3 separate regions of the Pan troglodytes genome follow, and regions 2 and 3 are each linked to region 1. A link is a contact called in public Hi-C and HiChIP or PLAC-seq data. All regions are on one chromosome and are shown on one strand. The core of a region is the stretch at or near the end of the contact, and the rest is flanking DNA. Distances in the headings are between cores, read along the strand shown. Region 1 holds the start of UBE2Q1 (ubiquitin conjugating enzyme E2 Q1). Region 2 holds the start of EFNA4 (ephrin A4). Region 3 holds the start of KCNN3 (potassium calcium-activated channel subfamily N member 3).

Region 1 (3,558 bases), core at 443-2,942:
CAAGTCTTAGCCACTCCTAGTCCTTCAATTTTAACTTTCTAGCAGGAAAAAAGAAATGAAAGAGAAATGGGACATATGAGTTTTGGTGGGGCACCAATCAATCCAAACTGAGGCTTTACCTCACCAAATCTTAACTTGGTTTGATTGAGAAAACGGACAGAAAACACCAGTAAGTTGAATTCAGGCCCCCAAGTAGCAGAGAATTCACAACTCTGCCTTTCCCCAGGCTACTCCGATTAGGTCTGCCTGCCTGGATAAAGTACTGTCTGCTAGCATTTCAGCTACTGCTCCGGTAGAGAGAATACCATCACAGCAGGTAACATCAACCAATATAAGTGCTATAGCATGCAGTACCAGACATTCCCAAATTAGCAGAAGCCAATTCTCTGTTCAAGGGATGTCTGAGGGTAGACCAGGCAGGAGACATGTAAGGTGTATGCCTAGGATGGAATGACGCTCACAGGGGAGAAATGCAACTGTTACTGCTTAGAATAAATGGGGGTAGCCCTCGCACATCACATCACTATCATTACCAGGAAAAGCAACAACCCAGGGCAAATGGACAAATCCATAGGGAACAGGGAGGGGAGTGGCAGAACTGCTACCAGCTGAGGCAAAAAGAGGAGAGTTAGAGGTTACACCAGAAAAAGAATCCAAAGGAGAGAAGGAAGAGGAGTCAATGAATTGCAAACTATCACTTGGTGAAGTTGAGAGAGCAAGAGGGTCTGCATGAGGGATGCCTAGGCGGGGATCCCACAGGTGGCAACCTCCTAAGTCAGAGGTACTACTGAGAAGGGGGCATCGCTGAAATGTGCAGTGAGTTTCAGGCCAGGTCTTTGCAGTTAGGGTCAGTGCCGAGGCCTAAAACCTTGAAATAAGAGTAAGGGGAAGAAAGACGCATTCCTAGGTGGCAAGGTAAAGTTGTGGAGGAGTAGCCAAAAAGAGCCAAAATCATGAACCTTGGGATGTGGGTGGGTTCGTGGAAACGGGTAGTCTAGGCGCCATATGTCGGGGTGTCCCTTGCTATTGGGGTCAATGGTAGAGATTCTGGGTGCACTGCATAACCTCAACCAGCAGAAACAAATGTAACCTGGAGAGAAAGAACTGAGCCCTGAGAGGGGCTTCGGCCTCCCAGGTCCTTCGAGAGCAAAAAGCTGGATGGAGTGATCCTGGGTCCCTGACAAGGGGCCCCCACAGAGGCGCACGCGAGGGGGTCCTCACCGTGATGTTGCAGTGGATGCGGACAGGATCCCCAGGCACCGACCCCCGTGGGGGGAGATGCGGTCCGGGCGCGGCCCCCGCCCCGGCCCCTCCGGCCCCAGCCAGCAGGAACTCGCAGCTCAGCTCGTCCAGGCAGGCGCTGGCAATGCGGAAGCGCTCGTGGCCGCGGTGGAAGATGGACTCGAGCAGCTTCAGCTCTCGCCTCAGGCAGGGCCCCGGCCCCGGGCCCCCCCCTGGGCCGCCCCCGGCCCCCGGCGCCGCCCCCTGGCCCCCCAGCTGCTGCCCCGGCCCCGGCTGCTGCTGCCCCTGCGGCTGCGGCTGCTGCATCCTCCGCTCCGCTCCGCTCCGGGGCCGGCGGGCCGGGAGCCTCCGGCCTGCGCTCCGGGCTCCGCCGCCGCCGCCGCCGCCGCCGCGGTCCGCACTTCCTGATCCCCCCTTCGCCAAGATGGCGCCGCCGCCACCTCCGGGACAGGCCCCCCCCTCCGCTCGCTGGCCCCCCCAGCCGCCGGAAGCCGCGCGCCCCTCCTCCTCCTCCTAGGCGGCCCCGCCTCCGTCCCCCTCACGTGACTTCCCTGCTCTGGCCTCCTCCACGTGATCTCTCCGTCTTTCCCGCCCCCCTGTTCTCGCCTGCCACCCTCCACATGTGACCCGGGGCCTGGGGCTTGCCTCTGTGGGCGCCTCAGTGCGTGTTTGCGTACGTCGTGCGTGCTTGCGCGCGACGCCCCTTCGCCTGCGCTCCCCTCTCACGTGACTCGGTGCCGCGTGCTCCCAGGGGCTACCCGCGCAGGACGCTGTTTCCTGCCGCGGGCGCCGCTTCCCCCGCCCCCGAGCCGTGGCGAGCGTGCCCGGCACTCCATGGACAGAGAAGAAAGAAGTGCTGTCTTCCCCGTGCAGTCTTTATCCTGCTCCCACATGCTGGTCTTCGGCGCAGGATCCTGGAGCCTCTGCTCCCCGTGGGGGTGGGCATGCTGTGTCTTCACACTCGGGTGGGTGGTCGGGGTAGGAGCCGGGAACCGGAATGGAAGAGGCGTGGATTCTCGTCCCAGCCCTGGCTCTGATGGCGTTTTGTGACCTTGGGTTAACCACTTTCCCGCCGAGTCTCAGTTTCCTCATCTGTACAATGGCTCTCATGAGAATGATGCCTGTTTTTCCTATTGCCAGGGAGGGATTCGATGCGAGGACACCATAAAATGAGGAATGATAATAGATCACTGCTGTGTTATGTACAAGTGTTAGTTAATATCAGGCCTTTCGCGCTTTTCAGACCCCATGGGTCTGGACGAGGTTGGGGGAAGGACAGCATGGGCTTCCTCCACGGAGTCATGGAAGGAGTGCTGACTCGGGTGGTTCCCATTCCCTTTCCTAGGCCTAAATGGCTAACACCTTGTCGCAGTGGTCTTGGCAGCTGCCAGGAGTAGGTAGTGCCTCCGGACCCTCGCTAGGTGGCACTATGACAAAGGACAAAGCTGGTTGAAGCTACAGAAATCCCGAGCTGGCGTTCGTTTTGCCGAGGGCAGGTGTTATTAGCCTGTGGTAAGGCCTAGTCAATTCTGCTGGGCCAACTCAGCCCTTAAACCACTGGTCAGATTGCCCCCTTTCTCTCCCACTTGTACTAAAATGAGCTAGCCTTTGCTGGAAGACTATTCAGTTGCCTCTGCAGAGGCCTCCTTTGGTCAAGTTGGGGTATGGGTATTTAAAGACGATTATAGTCTGTTCCTGGTCTTCCTGGGGCCATTTATCTGGTTTAGGCAGCCTGAACAGTTTGCTACATGTTGACTTTGTGTCTGTGTGTGCAAGCTGATAGCATAAAAGGCTGTGGTGGGAATTCCTGTTAATTATTTCCTGAGCGAAGGTGTTTTGCAAATATATATATATATATATATATATATATATATTTATTTATTTTAAGACAGGGTCTTGCTCTCTCGCCCTGGAGTGCAGGGGCACAATCTCAGCTCACTGCAGCCTCGGGAGACCTCAAGCTATCCTCCCACCTCAGCCTCCCAAGTAGCTGGGATTACAGGCGCATGCTACCACAGCTGGGTAATTTTCGTATTTTTTTTGTAGAAAGTGGTCTTGGTATGTTGCCCAGACAGGTCTCAAACTCCTGGGCTCAAGTGATCTGCCCATCTCGGCCTCCCAAGGTGCTGGGATTACAGGTGTGAGCCACTGTGCCCAGGTGCAAATATTTTTAAATCTCCCAACAACATTGCAAGGTAAGTATTTTTACCCCTGTTTACAACTGGGGAAAAGGAGTGACTCTGTAAGGATATACAGTCTGTAAACAGAGTTCCTAGGCCTGTCTCCAAAGTCCATGCCCTTGTACCCTACTCTGCC
Region 2 (3,558 bases), core at 593-3,092, 500 kb after region 1:
AGCACTGCCCAAGAGTCAGTCAAAGGAGTCAGGGCCAGCCCTGCCCTCCCCTCCCCTGGCTACAGGCAGGGAAGCTGAGTCCAGAAGAGTGGGGAGGGCAGCCAGCTGGAGCAGGAGCTGCTGGGCTCCATCCGCTGGCCAAGAGGTGGCTTTGAGAGGTGGGTATATCCGTGCCCCCAGCAGTGACCCCAGGAGGGCACAAGGGCAGTGGTGCTCAGAATGGCCTTCCGTAGGCCCAGGTCACCATGTTAGAAGGGCTGGTGAGCATCCCCACCCTGAGCCCTCTGCTTGGATGATGGGAGTGTGTGCACACCTCCTCCCCACTCGCTCCCCACCTGCATGCACCTGCATAACTGCATGCACAGCACCCACTGCCCTGGGCCCCCGCCGGCCCTCCCTGGGCACTGACCCTTCCCTGCCCACTCTGTCTCTCTGCTTCCTCTTCCCCCTCTGTGCCTATCTGCCCCTCCTGCCCTCTCAGCAGGCTAGTGCTCTCAGCTTCCCGGCCCCCCCTTCCAGGCCGTTGCCGCCTGACCCTGTGTCCAAGAGACTCCAGGTAAATCTGGGCCAGGGCCCGCCCTGAGCCAAGGCAGGTGGGAGGCTTGGTACCCAACTGCAGTTCTCATCCCTGCTCCCTGCCAGTGGTGCTCTTCATTAGGTGATCGGGGTGCCCCTCAGCCTTCAGACACTCTGAGCCCCAGAAGCAGCAAAGGGTGAGCCTCCTGCCTTGGTTTCTACCACCATCTGGTGGTCAATGGCGGGACTGCAGTCGGCCAGGGACTGCGGTTGACCTACACCTTCCTCCCCTGAGACATCAGCTGGCATGCCTCCAAGCCCTCTGCGCATGCCCTCATTCTCTCCTGCCCCCTGGCTGACTTTGCATGTTGACTTGAACCCCTCTGGGGAATCTCTGTGCATGTCCACAGCCCCTGGTTATGCTCTCACAGCCACTGCCCCTCTCTCTGTTCAGGCTGAGCTGGCTGACCGACCCAATCCCCCTACCCGCCCTCTGCCCGCTGACCCGGTGGTGAGAAGCCCGAAGGTAACGGTGGGGGGAGAGAAGGGCACGGCCTCTCCCCCCACCTAGGGCTGTGGTGCTGGTAGCCATGACGGTGGTGGCCGTGGCGAGATGCCCCCTCAGTGCATGAGGGCACATATCCCGGTGGTGCCTTTAATGGTGACAGGTTTGTTTGCAGACAAGGGTGACCGCTGGTGCTGCCCCCAAGCTGGTGTTCCCCAGCACCAGTGCGTTGGGGGTGGGCAACATGACACCCCCCCACCTAAGCCGGCCTCCTGCCTTCTCTCCCTCAGTCTCAGGGGCCAGCCAAGCCCCCACCCCCAAGGAAGCCATTGCCTGCCGACCCCCAGGGCCGGTGCCCATCGGGTGACCTGCCCGGCCCAGGGGCTGGAATCCCGCCCCTAGTGGTACCCTCCAGGTAGGAGGAGCCCTGGGCATGGGTGGGCGGGGCGAGTGACCTGGGGGAAAGGGGCCTCTGACTCTTTTTTCTTGGCTTCCCGCAATCCAGACCAGCGCCACCGCCCCCGACAGTGTCCTCGCTCTACCTCTGACCTCTCCGGAGGTTCCGCTGCCTCCAAGCCGGACTTAGGGCTTCAAGAGGCGGGCGTGCCCTCTGGAGTCCCCTACCATGACTGAAGGCGCCAGAGACTGGCGGTGTCTTAAGGCTCCGGGCACCGCCACGCGCTGTCAAGCAACACTCTGCGGACCTGCCGGCGTAGTTGCAGCGGGGGCTTGGGGAGGGGCTGGGGGTTGGACGGGATTGAGGAAGGTCCGCACAGCCTGTCTCTGCTCAGCTGCAATAAACGTGACATCTTGGGAGCGTTCCGCAGAGTTTGTCTGCTTCTAGAACCCGGGTCGCTCCTGCTGAGGTTCCAGGTCTGGCCGCCAGAAGACGCTGCCGCCTCAGACGAGGGCGGGCTGTGTGGGGCGGGAGTACCAGAAAGGGTCGGCGTGTGTCCCCGGGATGCTCGCAGCTTCCCTCTGCCCAGACTGGGGTGGCTTTCGGCGCAATCTGTCAAGCTGTTGGAAATGCCGTCCCCACTCTGACCATTGGCTGGGAAAAGTGGATCTGGCTGATGCTCCCAGAGCCCAGGAGCCAGGGCGGAGCGGGACGGCGGCTGCTCCCACGATCCCAAGGCCGCGCACCTGCCTCCTCCCCCTCCGCCGCCGCCACCTGAGGGATCGGGAACAAAGGTGCTTTGTACAGGCCGCAACCACCTCATTACTTCGTCTTAGGGACTGGGGCCGCGTGGGCCCCCAGCCCGGAACGAAGGTGTGGAGCGGCAAGGGACAGACGCCAATCCTAAAGTGAGCATCTAGCGCGCCACCTAAGGCTCTTTAGGGAAGGTGGTCCCAGAGCTGTGTTGTCCCTTCCGCTTGCACTGTCCCTAGATGTGCAAAGAAAACGGGGCAGTGCATGAAGGTGGTTGGACAGGCTTCATGGATCCTCGCCCGCGCCTCACTTTCCCCTATCTGGGCAAAGGTTATGTACCCTTATTTAAAATCTTCCAAACTTCTAATAAGGCAGTCTACCCTGCACTAAAGCAGACACGAAAGGGATGGCCTCCCTAAAAATACTGGTGTTGGAATACGTCCTTCCTTCCCGCCCCCTCGCAGTGCGGTGCAGCCTCAGTGGAAGCTTTGGCGAACCTGGCGCGCGCTGCGGTGCACAGAGGGTTAACTGGAGTTGGCGCTGGGTGGAGAGGAGGAGACGCGCTCCCATTGGCGGAAAGTTATTCAGGGGCGGGGTCAGTGAATCTCCGTACCCCACTCCCCTTTCCGCAACTTCCCTCTTCACTTTGTACCTTTCTCGCCTCGACTCTGAAGCGGGCCGGGACCTGCCAGGCCAGACCAAACCGGACCTCGGGGGCGATGCGGCTGCTGCCCCTGCTGCGGACTGTCCTCTGGGCCGCGTTCCTCGGCTCCCCTCTGCGCGGGGGCTCCAGCCTCCGCCACGTAGTCTACTGGAACTCCAGTAACCCCAGGTAGCCGGGCCGAACCGGGCGAGCGCACAGCCAAGTCGGCGCGCTCCCGGGCTTTGCGCGCGCCCGCCACCCGCTCTTTGCGCGGCGCCGCCTGAGCCTGGCCGCGCGCCGGGGCTCCTTTGTTTGAGCCGGCGGGGGAGGGGGGAGGGGCGAGGCGCGCCCTGGGTCTCCCCACAGCCCGCATGTGTTGGGGGGCAGGCAGAAGACCCCAGCCCCAAGGGTTGTCTAGGGGGTCTTGGAGCATGGAGCTGGGGGGGCCTTTGCCCGCACTCCGGGCTCCGCCCCCCTCGCTGCTCTCCTGGCGATCCCCAGCCTCCCGCAGGCTGGAGCTGTGGCTGACGAACTTGAGAGCGAGGGAGGGGGCTTTACTCTTATGAAAGAGCGTGGGTTACTCTCCTGCCAGCTGGGTCTCACCTCTGGCTCTCACTCTGTCTCCTGATCTCATTTGCTATCTCTGCTTTCATCTCTGTCTTTATTGGTCCTTCTGTTTCTTTCCAGTGTCAGCCCTGCCCTTCTAGCCGAATCACCTCTGGGCAAGTCTCGTGACCTTCCTAA
Region 3 (3,558 bases), core at 270-2,769, 310 kb after region 1:
CCTCCCAATCTCTCTCTCAATCCCTCTCTCTCTCTCTCTCTCTCTCTCAATCTCTCTCTCTCGCAATCCCCCTCTCTCAATCCCTCTCTTGCTACCTACATATTCCTTTTGTTCAAGGTATAAAGAGAAACCACAGCCCCTACCTTTGAGTACAAACCCCAAGAGAGCTCGGTCTCTATCACCATAACAACAATTCCAAACATCCCAAAAATCAGAGCATAGTCACTCAGTCGCTTTCTCTTTTCAAACAGGGCCCTCCTGTGTCCCAGCTTATAGCCAATGTTTTGGTTTTTCCGCTTGTTGGCTTTGGGGAAGGTGGTGCTGCTGGCGGTGGTGCCGGCATGCTGGTGGTTGTGGGTGGCATTAGGGTGATGGAGCAGGGTCTGGTGGGCATGGTTGTCCTCCCGGGAGGAGATGACGATCTCCGGGGGGTTGCTAGGGCTGAAAAGCTGGAGGGGTTGGCCCTCAGTCTCGGCCTCGATGAGGTTCCTCCGGGAGGCGCTGAGGCGGCTGAGGGGCTTCATGACCCCACCGCTATACTTGCAGGAGCTCATGGCGATCTCCGTGAAGGGGTTGCTGTCCCGCCGGTGCACCAGGGGGCTGGCCTGCCGGTGCCGGCTGCCTCCGCCAGGCCCACTTGTAGCTGTGGAACTTGGAGAGTGGCCAAGCAAGTGGTCATTGAGATTGAGCTGGCTGCCTTGCCTGGAGGAAGGGTGGAGGATGGCGGTGGAGTTGGACGAAGGGGGGGCCCTGAAAGCGGTGGGAGAGGAGTGCAGCAGGCCAGGGTGGACGGGCTGGCTCTGGAGTTGGGCGAGCTGAGACAGGGGATGCGGTGGCTGCTGCTGCTGCTGCTGCTGCTGCTGCTGCTGCTGCTGCTGCTGCTGCTGCTGCTGCTGCTGCTGCTGCTGCTGAAGCTGCGGAGGCTGAGGCTGCAGCGAGGGTCCCAGGGGCTGCTGGGGGGCTGCTGGTGGCGCTGGCGGTGGTGGCTGCTGCTGCTGTTGCTGCTGCTGCTGCTGCTGCTGCTGCTGCTGCTGCTGCTGCTGCTGCTGCTCATCCCCAGAGGATGGACAGGGGCACTTGGGGTCTTCATCCAAGTCCCCCACCCCTGAGTCATGGAAGTGCCCAGAAGTGTCCATCTTGGGGCCTGGCTGTATTCCCTGCAGCACAAGCCCCCACCCCAAAGCCACCCTCGCTCCAAAGATGTCCTCAAAGAAAGCCAGGCATCCAATCTCCCCCACCAGTGTCTTGGCTCCAGTCCTCTCTCTTTGGCTTGCTTCGGTTCTCTGGGGCTGCCTGGAGTCCAGACGCTGCCACTCAAGAATGCATTGTATTGGGCAGGGAGGGAGAGCAGGAGGGGAGCTTGGAGAAAGAAGAGGGGGTGAAAGAACTCTCTCAGGAGGTGGTCCTCTAGGAGCGTGTGAGGCCAGGCTCAGCTTCACTCCTCGCTGGCTCAATAGCTTCGCTTGCCTCCTCCTGCCACTGTTACATTGTAAGCCAAGCCCACTTATTAGCAGCTGGTCTCATTGGCTTGGCTTAACTCTCCAACCTCCTCCTAGCTCCGCCCCCCGCATAGGCTCCTCCCCAGAGGAGGGGCCTGGCGTCCTCGGCTCCGGCCCCAGTGGCGGCGCAGCGAGGACTGGGAACTGTAGTTTTTGCTCCCCCACCCCGGAGCTGAGCCGCTGTCCTCTTTCCTCTGACAGGTATGGCCACAACCCTTAAGCCCATGGCGATAAGGGATGTTCGCTCACGCGGGGCGATGGGGAGGAGGGACAGAGGGCCTCCGAAGGAGGGGAGGTGTGCACCCTGATGAGGGGGCAGACGGAGGGGAAGGCAAACATTTATTAACCACCAGGGTTTACGATAGGTTGTTTCACATATATTATCCGGATACAGTCTCCAAACACCCAAGGAGGTGGGCAGTATGGTCTCATTTACAAAGCCTGATGCTTAGAGATGTTGAGTAACAACGTCAAGGTCACAGAAGCAGGGGGGATCCACACCTTCTAACACCCGGTGGATAAACTCACCTACCATTGACTGAGTGCCTATGCCTCGTGTTCAGGGTCCTCTCTGTTATTTCCAACCCTCACATCAACCCCACAAAAATGATGTCATCACTCTCCTTTTACAGATGAAAATTGGAAGAAGAAGAAGAAGGAGAAGGAGAAGAAGGAGAGAAAGGAAAGTGGAAAAAACACTCAAACGCTCAAACATAGATATGTAACTTGTCAGATGTCATCCCGCTTGTAATTAAAGATGCTGGGATTTGAACTTAGTCAGTCTGACCCCACAGATCAGATACTTTCTCCCAGGATGCATTTCCACTATGATATTCAGTACAAAGTGGTTGTTCAATAAATATTGTTCAAATGTTGGTTGGGGAAAACAAAAGAGAAGCTGCTGAGGAAGAACTGGCCTCTCCAAAGCAGGGTGTGTGAAGTGGACCATGGCTCCAGCCCCTTGCCTAACAGCTGGGTGTGGAGTCACAGGGGGATCTGGCAGGAAGACTGAAGATTCCCCCATGGTCATTCCCTGCCTGATTTGCCCCATGGGGCTCTGAGAGTCAGAGCTAGGAACAGCTGCTGGCTTCCCAGGTTCAGAACCATCATCATCAAGTATTTATTAAGCCCCCACTGTGTGCAGAGGGGCTTCCAAAGGATGGGACCAGAGCTGAATTCATTTTCATTTCTAACCACAGCAGCCTTAGGAATCAGAAAGGAAGTCACCATGAGGGAATTCCCCAGCACACCTGGGGTTTTAAAAGGGAGGCCTCTTCCTCTCTGGCTCTTGATTCCCCATCACCCTTTGGCCTCTGTCCAGCTCCCTCCCTCGATGGGAAGAGGAAAGGGTAGGAGATCCATGCACACACACACAGACACACATCCAGAAAACATGTAAGCAGGTGGACATACGTGCACATGTGTACATGGTTGTGTGCACACACTAGCCCATGCATGCACGCATGCACACATATACACATAGGAAGCTCCTAAAGCAGCATTCCTGACTGGTAAGCAGCAAGTGTCCAGGTCAGGGAGGGACAGAGCCCCCCCAAAATGAGCCCAGAGTCCCCTCGGTATATCAGTTCTCACCTCTCCAATCCCCCATTAACCCTGATGATTGAGAGCTAAATATTACTTGTAATACAAGCCACGATCCCAGATACGTGACAATTGCTCTTGCACAATAATCTTGATTCTGGCCAGGCATGGTGGCTCATGCCTATAATCCCAGCACTTTGGGAGCCCAAGGCAGGAGGGTTGATTGAAGCCAGGAGTTCGAGACCAGCCTGGACAACATAGCAAGACCCAGACTCTACAAAATTTTTAAATTAGCTGGACATGGTGGCGAGTGCCTGTAGTCCAGCTACCCAGGAGGCTGAAGGAGGAGGACTGCTTGAGCCCAAGAGTTTGAGGCTGCAGTGAGCTGTGATAGTGCCACTGCACTTCAACCTGGGCGACAGAGTGTTATCCTGTCTCTAAAAATATATATATATAAAATAATAATCTTGATTCTTATTATTATCAATGACATAATCATTCCCCCTACCCCTGCCAA

What was found. Hi-C and Micro-C count contacts between places; a contact is called where the count stands out from the background. HiChIP or PLAC-seq counts read pairs in DNA pulled down with a chosen protein or histone mark.
Region 2: a Hi-C map of stem cell-derived neural progenitor cells shows a contact between it and region 1, with 7 times the contacts expected there. The contact joins the promoter of EFNA4 here to the promoter of UBE2Q1 in region 1. A contact is called at or near these places in 1 of 7 Hi-C or Micro-C datasets (stem cell-derived neural progenitor cells) and 1 of 1 datasets of contacts at active chromatin or transcription factors (stem cell-derived excitatory neurons).
Region 3: a contact with region 1 is called in an H3K4me3 HiChIP or PLAC-seq map of stem cell-derived excitatory neurons, with 5 times the contacts expected there. The contact joins the promoter of KCNN3 here to the promoter of UBE2Q1 in region 1. A contact is called at or near these places in 2 of 7 Hi-C or Micro-C datasets (blood and stem cell-derived neural progenitor cells), 1 of 1 datasets of contacts at active chromatin or transcription factors (stem cell-derived excitatory neurons) and 1 of 1 other capture datasets (stem cell-derived neural stem cells).

Annotation. Positions count from the first base shown.
Region 1 is chr1:94,628,630-94,632,187 of NHGRI_mPanTro3-v2.0_pri, reverse strand. It overlaps UBE2Q1 (ubiquitin conjugating enzyme E2 Q1), which reads right to left and starts at 1,692. Exons shown (of 13, transcript XM_001152268.6): 1 at 1,222-1,692. The coding sequence starts at 1,548.
Region 2 is chr1:94,128,621-94,132,178 of NHGRI_mPanTro3-v2.0_pri, reverse strand. It overlaps EFNA4 (ephrin A4), which reads left to right and starts at 1,842. Exons shown (of 5, transcript XM_054686887.2): 1 at 1,842-3,003; 2 at 3,502-3,558. ADAM15 (ADAM metallopeptidase domain 15) reads left to right here. Exons shown (of 22, transcript XM_003308408.7): 20 at 482-556; 21 at 1,312-1,436; 22 at 1,527-1,842. The coding sequence ends at 1,569.
Region 3 is chr1:94,323,000-94,326,557 of NHGRI_mPanTro3-v2.0_pri, reverse strand. It overlaps KCNN3 (potassium calcium-activated channel subfamily N member 3), which reads right to left and starts at 1,519. Exons shown (of 8, transcript XM_016928054.4): 1 at 144-1,519. The coding sequence starts at 1,136.